Regions from separate parts of the Zea mays genome. Here region 2 is linked to region 1. A link is a contact called in public Hi-C data. All regions are on one chromosome and are shown on one strand. Each heading gives the region's core, a stretch centred on a gene start, on an enhancer-like site or on the middle of the called end of the contact. The rest is flanking DNA. Distances are from core to core; before and after follow the strand shown.

The links. A called contact is a pair of places that touch in the nucleus more often than the background predicts.
Region 2: a Hi-C map of bundle sheath shows a contact between it and region 1, with 2.4 times the contacts expected there. The contact joins the promoter of LOC100274836 here to the promoter of LOC100382829 in region 1. A contact is called at or near these places in 2 of 25 Hi-C or Micro-C datasets (bundle sheath and leaf).

The regions. Positions count from the first base shown.
Region 1 is chr3:199,733,895-199,736,536 of Zm-B73-REFERENCE-NAM-5.0, forward strand. It overlaps LOC100382829, which reads right to left and starts at 1,340. Exons shown (of 7, transcript NM_001366802.1): 1 at 973-1,340; 2 at 700-811; 3 at 396-555; 4 at 1-47. The coding sequence starts at 1,289.
Region 2 is chr3:199,901,228-199,903,869 of Zm-B73-REFERENCE-NAM-5.0, forward strand. LOC100274836 reads left to right here and starts at 1,311. Exons shown (of 2, transcript NM_001291654.2): 1 at 1,311-1,808. The coding sequence starts at 1,390. The coding sequence ends at 1,803. All of the region lies in intron 1 of LOC103651179, which reads right to left.

The sequences.
Region 1 (2,642 bases), core at 90-2,589:
TCCTTTCATCCATGTTGTCAAGGATGGTTTCTCAACCACTGCATAATCTGTTCATGCAAAATAAATGGCATCAGCTGATGTTGGTCTTACTCTAAACCTGCATCTTTACAAAGAGTCAAACAGTTCAATTCCAGGGGGCATGTGCTTTGTCACAGTGGACGAAAAGCAGTAACAACTTATTTCTGCTAAACAAAAATGCACAAAACACACAGTCTAGGCATGCAACAATTCTCTTTAAGTTGAGTTCTATCACAGTTAACAAATAGCATCTTTGAATATAACAGAAGGGAGAAGGCAACTGTACTGTTTTCGGTCCATGAAAATATTATTAAGGAACACAAAAATGGAGGCCAGTAAAAAGCAGTAAACAGGACGCAGTTTAGCAGTGAGCATACCATCTTTTCTCATCTCTGGAAGCCATCCTGAAGCATGCTTCCTAATTATATCAAGATAGTACTCGGCTTCATGATCAGCAATGTTGAAAAGCACAGCAGAACCATACTGGAAAACAACCACATAGCGATAGCAAAATCTGTTATCCTTCACTCCAATGTTCTGCATAAATATCAACCAAAATCACAAGGAAATCAATTCGTAGCATAGGTCTATGTGCAACTGGTTCAAAGCTGACTGAGATTTGTTCATTTTGATATGAATTTCAGGTCAAAAAAGAAGTGACGCTAAACTGTAATAACTAACCATAATCTCAGGTGGGAACTCGGAGTACCGAAGCGCAATGTAGTTAAGCAAACGGGTCGACGGAGGTACAATATCATTCCCGTGCTCCGCTTGCATGCTCTTCAGATCAATGCTGTCACGGCGAGGAGGAAAAATTGAAAACACGTCGTTTTAGTTCGCAGTGCCAATTGGCATGGACATTTTTAGAATAGTAAGGTAGCACCCGAATGTTTCCTCGATGATAAATCATCAAACACCTATCGAGCAAGCGCGGGAGCGGCGCTGCGTGCTTACCTGGTGGAGAGGAAGTAGGCTTTGACGGGGATGTAGCGTGCTGGGCCCTCGTCCTCCTCCTCCTGGGGCGGCGAAGGAGCCGGGGCCGACTCGGTCGCCGCGCGAATCCAGGCCCAGTACGCCGAACCGCCGAGGCCCGAGTCGCGTGTGTCGTGGGGCGCAACGGCCGCGGCCGACGAGAGAAGCCTCGAGAAAGGCGCTACGTGAGCGGTAGCGGTGTTGGACCCGCGGGCCAGAGATTGTCCCGGTGATGGCACTTGTGCCGGCGGCGGCGCGAGGAAGCGGTGGAGACGGCAGCACGCGCGAAGCCGCCCCATCAGGCTGGCGAGTTGCAGCCACAAAGCTGGCAAGCTCCGCGACCCCACCGTACCACTCCTGGACTTGGAGAGGAAGCATATGACGGAACCCAATTCTCAGTGAAGGCCCGCACCCGCACGAACGGGAGCTGACGGGCCATTTCGTATCATGAGTTGGGCCGCGGCCTCGGATAGGATGATAATGAACTCTAAATTTTACACTATAAAATTTTAAATCAAAATAAATTATAATTGAGTTTTATTTTTATTTATTTTAAAATCAAAATTAGTTAAAGATCCTAAGTTATTTTGAAAAATATTTAGATCGTGATTTATTACCACCTCTAACTTTGGACGGACTAGATCGAAATTCGTAGAGGTGATAATATTTTGTGACGCAAAACTCAAATCTGCCTCCAAAATTATCGATCTAACTTTTTCTTATTGTGGCTAGTTTGACTACCTCAGGTTTTTCAAAGGATTTCTATTTTTCTAAAGAAAATTAGTTTATTTTTTTTTGGAAAAATGGAAATCTTTTGCGAAAATAAAGTGTCAAACTAACCCTTAAAATATAAAACTAAACGACTATTTTATCTTCTAATAAAATCTTCAAACTATTAAAATTGGGAACATATAAGCCAATTTATTGGTGCAAACCATGTAAATCAACACAAAAATAGAGACAAGAAGACTTTTTAAACATATCGCATTTCAAATCATCTCTTCTAACTCTCTTGAATATTTTTAAAATGATTCTCTCACATCTATTCTTGCGTTGGTTTACACGGTTTGAACTAATAAGTTGGTCTTGTTAAATACGTTACAAGGTTTTAAAATAATAAAAAAAATCTAAGTTTTTAATTTTTTTAATAAAAACCTTAAAATAGATTGGGATACTAATTTTCTAAATAATATCATAAAACAATCACAATAATTTAAAAGGGAACGGATCAGGTGAAAACCGTGCAAACCAACACGTTGATATAGGTGGGAAGGTGTATTTAAAAATATATCAAAGGAGGTGGAAGTGACTTTTTAAAAGGTAATATACGGTGGGAGAGTTGTTTTATAAAATTATCATGACTCCATGCAAGGTTTGCACCAAGTACTTGGTTTGCACCTGATTTATTCCAATTTAAAAAAACTATATTTATTTCTGAGAATAGAAAAGTATTAACAAATATAATTATCAGTATCTCGTATTTAGGGTACCCAGCACTACTACCTCAAGGCAAACTAATGCACGGTTAACTCTAAACTATGTGCTAAGAAATTAAGTAGGCCAGCCATGTGTCGCCGTGTGTACTAAATGGGTGCGCGCTTAGGGGCTACCACTATGGGTCCGGACCCCCGCAAACACCGCTAAAGTCCACC
Region 2 (2,642 bases), core at 61-2,560, 170 kb after region 1:
GAAAAGAGAACCGGTGTCTGGGCGCCGGAGCGTTTGAGCGCTGAAAAAAATAGAAAATATAAAAGGCAGCGTACATGTTCCCCAAGTTCTTGGCTTCTTGCGTCTAGCTACTGAGCTTCTTCTGCCTCCAATTCTGTCTCTGTTCTTCACATTTGAGTGCTAGTAGATTCCAACAATTGGAGAAGGAATTTCACCTGTAGTCCTCCATGTTCCCCCAAAGAAAGCTGGTGCGTCGCCTGTGATGCAGAATGAGGAGTAGCGAGGATTGACACCCGACGACGAGACGCCGGTGTGGAACCTATCGAGTAGCTCCACGGGCGGACTACGACCCACCCCCAATTGCATCTAGAGCCTTATTCAAAGGCAAACGACGATTCTTGGCCGCCGGGCGTGACGGGGAAGGTGGTCGACCATCCATTCAACTGATCGTGGAAAGGAGCTCCGGTGGAAGGGATGACGAGGCGACGGTGACGACGGACAGAACGAATAAAGTGGATCTCGCGCCGGAGAAAATGGATCAACTGTATGGCGGCGGCGGGAGGGGGGAATGGAACCGGAAAAGTCTGTCGCAGTTCTTGTACGCGGGAACGGTATTGGGCCGCTTCCTTTTGAGTCTCAAATTTGCTACTTAAAAGAATGAGCTCTAAACTGTTAAGATGAATTTTATTAGAATACGGCTCCTGTTGGAGCTATTTTTTTGGAGCCCTAAATTACAAATTGTTTATGAGTTTATAGTTACTATTGGAGACTTGTAGGGTGCGTTTGGTTAGAGAGTCAAATAGAATAGACTGGCTCTATTCCAGTGTTTAAGAATGGAGCCGTTCTATTCCGCGTTTGGCAAAAAGAATAGAGTCATTCCAATTTTTGTTTGGTTGAAGAGTAAAATAGAGTGAAGCCGTTCCGTTTTTGTTTGGTTCGAGAGCCATATAGGTGTAGAGGGAAGAAAAGGAAGGAGAGCGCTCACGTTCGAGAGAGCGCTCGCATTCGATCGTTTTTATGGAACAGGAGCGTTCCAACTACTTATAGTAAATTTTCATATGGAGATCCAGGAGCCGCTCCACTCTTATTTTGTTGAAAACCAAACATTCAAAAAATTGGAATGAAGCTATTATATTCTTCCCCGTTCCTCAACCAAACACACCCGTAGTTGCTCTAACGAGCGTGGGGACGGCCCTACTGCCGGAATTTGATCGGCATGGGCTGGGCCAGCTCTACAAGCCCATTGTGTTGTGACGGCAATGGTCGCGTAGCTTTTGCCGTTTGGTGCGGCCCACGTTCTCGCCCAACAGAAACCCGAGCCCCATCGCCATTTCCAGCGTCTTGTCTCGCTGTACCGGCCGATCTCCCCATTCTCCCCTCTTCGCCGGTCCCACCACCGCGCCGATCCTGATGGCCTCCGCCGCCTCATCGGCCGTCGGCGCTGGCAAATCGCTGTTCCAGGGGCTCCGCAGGTTCCTCAAGAAGCCGTGGGAGATCACAGGCCCCTGCGCCTCTCCCGAGTACCGCAGCGCGCTGCCTGGCGCGCTCGAGTACCGCGTCAAGTGCCCGGCCACCGTGCGCGACGACCGCGACAAGGCCATCGTGCCCACATCCGATCCGGAGACAGTCTACGATATCAAGTACTTCACCCGCGACCGCCGCCGGAGCCGCCCGCCCGTGCGGCGCACCCTACTCCGCAAGCCCGATCTCGAGAGCTACATGGCCACCAAGCAGTTCGACCCCACCAATGACTTCCCCGTACCATACGTCAACACCACCGTCGAGGAGGATGACAACACTGTCGGCGGTGGCTACCAGAAGTGACTCAGGTGAGAGGTGATGTCTCTTAGATCTAGGTGGCAGCTAGGGTTTCATACTTTGCGATTTGATATATTCGGTCTGCAAAACGAGATATTGCTGGCTTGCCACAAAACTTGATGCAGTTATCTGGACATGTTTGAACTTGACTGTGCTTGATGCCTATGTCGTGTATGATACGTGCATTAGCAAACTGGGTAGGCCTGTTATGCAAGCAGGGGTGACAATGGACTCTAAATTTTACACTATAAGATTTAAGGATTGGATCAGATTAGGACCGGACACTATTTCTATTCATTTTTGAACTAAAATTTGTTTAGTGCCCTGCCATTTTGTGAAGAAGCATTTGGATCGCGATCCATTACCACCCTAAGACAAGTTATCATTTTGTCAGAATCAAACACGCCACATAATATTACATGATCAATGCAGTAGTATTTTTTTTGACAGAGGTAATACCCTTCTTTTATAGAACACATTAAGGGCTTGTTTGAGAGCCAAGGGAATGGAGGGAATTGGAGGGGTTAAAATCCCCTTGTTATTCAAAATTGAATAGGAAGGCGATTTTAGCCCCTCTAATCCACTTCATTCCCCTTGCTTCCAAACATGTCCTAAAGGTCTGATACCCAAGGCATTAGTAATTAGATGCTCATGTCTGTATAGTCTGCATTATTGTCTCATGGATGGTTGTTTCTGTGTTTTTGTTTGTAATTTGGTATGTCCATGTTTATTAATGGTGGTAAGTCGAGCTGCAACAATGGGCCCATTTGAGTCCACCAGGCATTTAGGGCGCATGGTGAGGTGACTCCATATGGACATCTTAATACAATAATGCCAGTAAAATT